2 separate regions of the Dromaius novaehollandiae genome follow, and region 1 is linked to region 2. A link is a contact called in public Hi-C data. All regions are on one chromosome and are shown on one strand. Each heading gives the region's core, a stretch centred on a gene start, on an enhancer-like site or on the middle of the called end of the contact. The rest is flanking DNA. Distances are from core to core; before and after follow the strand shown.

Region 1 (3,297 bases), core at 517-3,016, 140 kb after region 2:
AAGTGACGCTACAAGGTGCTAAATTTTATTAATACCGCTGAAGTACTTCGAGATTTTTCTAAAGAACTGGCAAGTATGTTTACTCTGGATAAGGAACCTTTCAAATTAGGTGTGATATTTTGTTTATGTTTTGTTGTAACATATTCCTAAAGAGTTTAACTGAGATAGGACTACATTTTCATAGGTGGTTTTGCTGGTATACCCATAATTGAAAGAATGTGAACTACTTGATACATTTTCCCTAGCAAATGCACAATAATCACATAAAAATATCCTATTTTAAAATTAGTTTTCAGATGACTTTATGAGGAAGCACTTACCTTCAGACTGGCCAAAAGTAACTGTGGTAGCGCATGGATCCTGTAGAGAGCCCAGGTCAGTCCTTGGGATCAGCCCAGATTACATTATGGAATCCTGTAATGCATACGGAGCAAATGCAGCTATTGAGATCAGAGACAGGTGACGAAGTAAACAGCTTCTGCTATCTGTTATGCACTCTCTTCTACTATAAAGACACTGTGCTAAATGGAAGATGATGGGATCTTACGGTTTATATAACTATGTGAATCTTCCTAAACCTTTGTATGCACAGCACTGTGGTTTTTCCTACAATATTTTTGCCGATATATAGCAATTAACTAACATCCATTGGATCTTACTGACATAACAGGGACATTAGGAGACTTAGTGAAGTCCTTATCCACCAGATGACAGGGTTTGCTGTCATTTTTGGATCTTCAAATCCAGATTTTTCATTCTCTGTGAGATGCCATACTGAAACTAGATATTCTTCTAGTGTTAAAGTAAAACCAGATGGGTTCATAGGGTATAAAAACTGTATGTGTGCGTGTGTGCGTGTATGCAGATGCTCGGTAATGTCAGTGACTAGAATCTTGAGCTATAATTGCATAAACACACTTTTAATAAGAGTTAATAAATAAACTGTTAATAACACCTTACATAAGTAGTGTGTACCACACATCACTATGTCTCAACCTGGACCACTGGTAGTTTGTCCGACATCACAAGGTAGCTTGCAAAATGGTCTCTCTCCTCCCTCCAAAAACGTCTCCCAAACAATCCCACCCATATGACCAAACCACTATGGAAAAATAAAAAGTATTAACACAAATAATACAATAAATTCATATGAAACCCATTCTGGCAATGATGCACAAAATAGTCCATGCAAGTATTTCCAAAGAGATAGGTGGTGGGTGCTAGGCAGCCCACTGTTTTCAGAAATTTTGAGAACTACTCTAAGCACATCAAAACAGGTTTTATAGTTATAAGCAATTTACTAGTTGGCTGGTCCTTGTAATAGCTGTTTATTAAGGCATACATTAACAACTTCTTAACCTTTAGCAAATTATTTATGTGTTAATTAATGAATTACATCTTTTTGTAAGCATGCTGCCAGTATTATTAATCTATTCTCAGTATCAGAGAAGACGGATACTCCCAATGGTCTCATTCAGCTTTCTTGGCAAGTAGAATAAGTGGGAGTGAATAAGCAAGGTTATATATGAAATATTGATTAGAAGGAAATGATTACCATATGAATTGAGTAATTCTACTAAAATATTAAAGGAAGGTGATAAGAATAGAATGTCCTGGAGACTCTGCCAGTTTCCTTTTCCATGCACTACGTTATTAGTATTGCACTGTTAATCCATTCAGTCATTGAAAGAAAAGAGAAAAAAGCCATTGGTGAATAGGCAGGGAAATGTCAGGCTTTGTGCAAGATGCAGATGTTCTTCATTATGCAGGGTACAAAGACTCTGAGAAAGGAGCTCATTAGCAGAACCGGGTGAATAATGGCTTGTCTTGTTCTGTGGTCAAACCAAAAAAAAAAAGAAAAAAGGAGGGGAAAAATCATCAAATTAAGCAGAAAATTTTGAGGGTTTTTTTTTCCCCCAGAGTGAAAAGAGAGAGATTGGGTGGAGGGAAGAGGGGTAGGGGGAAAGGAACCAAAAATGAAAACTGATGTCTAATCAGCTCTGCCTGGTAGCAATTGGACAAGTTACCCTCTTCAAAACAACTGATGAGAAAAGATATTATTCAGGCTAAAATGAATAGGGTATGTCTATGGTGTCAGATGCATGAAGTTGCATGTTCATTCTAGTCACATCCTGAGACAGCCAGACATAAGTTTCCTTTTTGGAAGCTATGTAATCACTCAGCATAGACCTGCGTCTGAGCTATAAAGCTCTCCTGAGAACAGCTGTCTGCCTCAGGTGCTATAGATGTGCCTTTTTCTCTTCAAACTCAACCCTGAGAAAGCAATAACACACAGCTGTCTCAACTTGTGACTATGTCAGAGGCCTTCATTAGCTGCCATACTAATCAGGCAGTTTTAGGAGGTGATGTTTACTGTATCTTTTTGCCTTGAGATAGCATTCTGCATAGATCAGTAAGCTTTGCTGGAAATGCCTTGGAGTTGTAAGAGCCTTTACTTCTGCGCTTACTTCTATTTACCTTCTTGCTCAGCAGCGGTATGTATGCTAGGCAGGCATCTCTGCTCCCTCTCTTGTGTTAGGAACTAGGAAGGTTCTTCACATTCTTCTGTAAGATCAAGAAACAATTGACTTTAATTGAGTAAAAAGACAAATAGTCTGTTATTAAGCTTTTCTCCCAAAGAAGTCACACTTATTATTAGAAGGCAATAAATAATGTGAAAAACATTCAGCAATATGATCTTTAGATGGGAGGACTGAGATCTGCTTTTTATCACCATCATATGTAGTATTTGAGTATTCAGAACATTAGTTAAATGTTTATAGCAGAAGATGTCCGTTAGAGTTGTGTCTGGCTGAGGGATACAAAAGCGTGTGTTTAAAGATTTCTTTGTTAACACATTTTGTGGGTTTCATTTTACCACCAAAAACAGAGTAAATGTGAAGAGTTTTGTGAGTTTGACTGGAGGTTTAAAATGCTGGATTCTGCTCAACTATGGAATAGAAGCTCCAGTACAGAATTTTTTCGTGCCAAGAAAAGCAACTGAAACATGAGTAATGAGGGCACATTGTTAACCATTACTCTTTAAAGATCTACTTTTCATTTTTAAAGGTTGCACAGGCACAGACTATTTTTGGAAGTAACTTCCCCCTTGGTCCCTCTTCAAAACCACAGAACACGCATTCTTATTCAGTAAGGAAAGGTGAAGACCTTAATTCAAACATCTTGTACAATAAAAGCTAGACTTTCAAGGGAACTTATGACCAGCTTTTTATGTACAACATTCAGAATCAGGACCCAAGGTTCAACAAGATTTAGCACTCAATACCTTAAGCCCTT
Region 2 (3,515 bases), core at 848-3,347:
AATCATGTCAGATACGCATGCAATATTTATTAATTCCCTGTAATTTGAGTAACATGCTCAAAAATCAAAAAGAAATAGTGCACCATTAGACTGCTGGAACTTGTAAATGGAGATAATGCCACTAACCCTTTCATTAAGAAAGAGGTTTAAAACAAGTAATCTCACCCATACTGTTGATTTGAGCAAAACTACAAGGAATTCTGTTTAAATGTAGGAAAATACATGAGAGTAAATATACCAATGTGAAATCTATAAATGTCTTTTTTCCTGTAAATAAATTATCTTAAAAACTGATTTAAATCCTAGAACCAGTCTCATAACCCTGTAGCTCTGATAAGTGTGAAATCAGTGACACTGAGAGCAATAGCACAGCACGCAGTAAATGATTCAGATCCCTTGAAGTATCGAACACAAGCTTGGCTCTGCTTCCAGCAAAATCAACCCTTGCACTCAGTGCTTCTGAATATACTGTTCTTCAGACCTTCACCCTATTCCATTCATACCTGCCAATTAAACAACATGCTGCACTCACGTACATGCAAGGGATTCAAGCAAGGGCAGCCAGATCATGTAGCGTGTGTTCAGTCTATCAGGGCTTTCTAAAGCACCGACGGCATTTTGTGGCAGCTAAATTACACTGTGCTGAAAAGCCCAGGAGAGGGCTAAGTGAGCAAAAGGAAATGCACACAAACAAGTCTGGGAGCTGCTATTTTTTTGCTCTTTTCTCCACAAATGCTTTAAAAGGAAATGTCTGCACGAGCTCCTCAGGGGTGCTGCTATTCACCTCTATTTTGTCACTTAAGAATAAGGAAGGGAGAGTATCTGTTCTCAAGCAATTGCCATCATTTGCTTGCTTGTTTCTGTTCACGCTCCCTTTCAAGCTGCGCTTCTGTTGAGAAATTCTGCAGGTTTTTGAACCCACATTTCTACCTGCTAAAAAAGCATGCCTTACACTAGGAATTACTTAGCAAGGCTTCTTTTCACAAGATAGGGAACTTGCATGTTGGGAATATGAGGGAAAATGCTGAGGAGGATGGCATTGCATAAAATACGGCCCAAATATTCTCAAGGCAGTAATAGTTCCCAAATAGTACTACTATTTAACATATCAATGAAGGCTGTGGATATGTTCATTAATCCACTTTGAAAAGTGTTTCCGGATTATCTCAAGTGTTGACAACAATGATCTGAAGAGCGCCTGTGAGATTACAAAAAAACTGAGAAAAACCCTCTTTTCTTAATGTGTTCTCCCCACAACAGAAAACTGAGCTGCTGAATTAAAAAAAATGTACCCAAACTGGTAAGAACATTCTGTAATATGTTGTATGCAACCTGGCTTTAACTCATTTTGTTAGTAGGATCAATTTTTAGAAATCTAAGACTTCAATGTTAATCCTGGATAATACTGCAGTTTGGAACACTAAAATAATCAGATTATAGTGAATGTCAGTGCCATTTGATTCTAAATGATATAGAGTATATTACTGGAACCATCATCTGTTTCTGTGAAAAGATGACCTGGAAGAATGTCAGGCAGTGTTTACCGTGTCTCAACAGCAGCAGACCTCTGCTTCAAGTAATCTTTAAAAATATGACTCTGTTCATTCAAATACTGATTTTTGATTGCAAATCAGCACAAGAATTTTGAAAAGCTTTGGGCTGTACCACAACAATGCAGGTTCAAATATTGTGTAAGAAACTGGTATACAAAACTACCTTCTACATGTATACCACTGAATTGCCATTGTACAAGCAAATATCTGATTTCTATTTTTGATAAAGAAACTGCTACCCTATCTAGCCCTTCCTACTAATTTGATTCATGTTTTTGCACCTCCCTCATTCCCCGTAATCGTTATTCTGATTGGCTGCAGCAGGTCTAGCGCTGACTCTATTTCTGGTTAATCTGATTAAGTAATAACCTGGGATTGTGATGTCAGGGTGTTAGAATAAGGAAGTAATGCTTCCTGTGGGAAGAATGGCAAATTTGACCTACTGGAAGCAGGTCATGATCTGAATGCAAGATGAAAATAGAGCAAGAGAGACTGCAGTAGTAACACTGACTCATTCTCAGATAACATAGTTCAAAGTAAGATCATGGCCTATGGGCTGCAGGTAAGAAAACATGATACAGTCGTGTTTCGTTGGTTATTTTGTTGAGGGGAGCTTTGCGGGGGGGAGGGAGAGATAGCTTCAGAGAAAATAGTAAAACTTTAGGAAAACTAAATAATGAAAAGCCTTGTTTCTTATTATTTACTCAGGAGAAAAGCTGGCTTTCAAAGCAAAAATGTCTTAAAAGACTTAGTTCTTTATAAACTCATCACAGATTATGTATCAGACTTCCACTTTTTTTCATTCTGTTCCAATGAAACAATACTTATTTCTGTATCTCTTTATTCTACATAACTGCTGTAGTTTTAAAGGCAGGGGAAAACCCCAACAAGATAGTTCAAACTAAGAAGCCAACTTCAGTAAATGAGCAACCTATGAGAATTAATTCAAATTAAAAAACTGATTCCTCAAATGGTAAGCTCACATTTTAAAAACTTAATGACTCTGTGATAGTTTAGCAGTCAATTGCTTTATTATAATAGGATGCTGCTGTATTATTTAGTATGCACCATGATACGAACACTTTTACAAGCCTGTAAGGTATATGCAGCATGTTGCTATGGTGATGTGGTGCTCAAATTGATGCAATCCTTAAGGTTCTGTTTACGAACCTTTCAGTAAATCTTTCAAAATTCTTTACACATAGCAACAAACAAGATATTAATGTAGTAGTGAAAATTCTGTTTGTAAAAAAATAATCTGAATGAGCATAGTTAACCAAACAAAAGGGACTGAACTGTATTGTTAGAGCAGCTATAATCAATAATCACCATGCATACCAGTATACATCAAGATTTTTGATTAGTTGTGTTCAATAGCTGTATTAATACGGTCAAAGCTTGGCCCTTACTTAAGCTGAACCAGTTCTGATGCTTCTCACCAAATCCATTAGGAAGCTAAATTCTTTTGCAACACAGCTGACCTTTAACTTGCTATGTCAATGAAATCCCAAACTGTAACTGAAAAAGCAAATCATAAGGCTGAAGTGCATTAAAAAAGGCAGCCATTCCTTGGGCAAACAGTATCATGACTGGAATAAAATAAATTGCTCAAATCAACAGTAACATAGTCATCGCATTAAAATTGCAGTTATGTAGAATGCAATAGAGATGCGAGTCTTGCAAGAAAAAAAAGCTCCTGCATTAGTTTTATCATCAACATGAAGGAGCCAGGTCTCTAATCTGTGTGCACGTTGGCTCTCTGCTGCATAAAAAATAAAGTGATTGTAGAAAATACACAGCATTTCTTTAACTACTGTTTATCATGTAAACTGAGTATTCTTAAAGGCTTTTCCTGCACTCCAGATGAAAAACGATGCTTACATGTTTAAGTAGTCTTAAATAAACATTGTCTTCTAACTTTGAGCAATGCTTCTAATGTCTTATTGTCACTATTTCTTGTTG

The links. Hi-C and Micro-C count contacts between places; a contact is called where the count stands out from the background.
Region 1: a Hi-C map of liver shows a contact between it and region 2, with 3 times the contacts expected there. The contact joins the enhancer-like site here to the promoter of LOC112987667 in region 2. A contact is called at or near these places in 2 of 4 Hi-C or Micro-C datasets (brain and liver).

Annotation. Positions count from the first base shown.
Region 1 is chr13:18,105,870-18,109,166 of bDroNov1.hap1, forward strand. LOC112987637 (a long non-coding RNA gene) reads right to left here. Exons shown (of 4, transcript XR_010391475.1): 2 at 2,479-2,565; 3 at 321-414. All of the region lies in intron 1 of LOC112987636 (a long non-coding RNA gene), which reads left to right. Among named protein-coding and RNA genes, the nearest start is that of WWOX, 7.7 kb to the right of the region's middle. Within about 2 kb of position 1,767, at least 1 of the 2 cell types and tissues checked has open chromatin away from gene starts, as enhancers often do.
Region 2 is chr13:17,969,248-17,972,762 of bDroNov1.hap1, forward strand. It overlaps LOC112987667 (hypoxanthine-guanine phosphoribosyltransferase-like), which reads left to right and starts at 2,098. Exons shown (of 9, transcript XM_026107652.2): 1 at 2,098-2,115. The coding sequence starts at 2,098. The region is part of intron 1 of ADAMTS18 (ADAM metallopeptidase with thrombospondin type 1 motif 18); the gene reads right to left.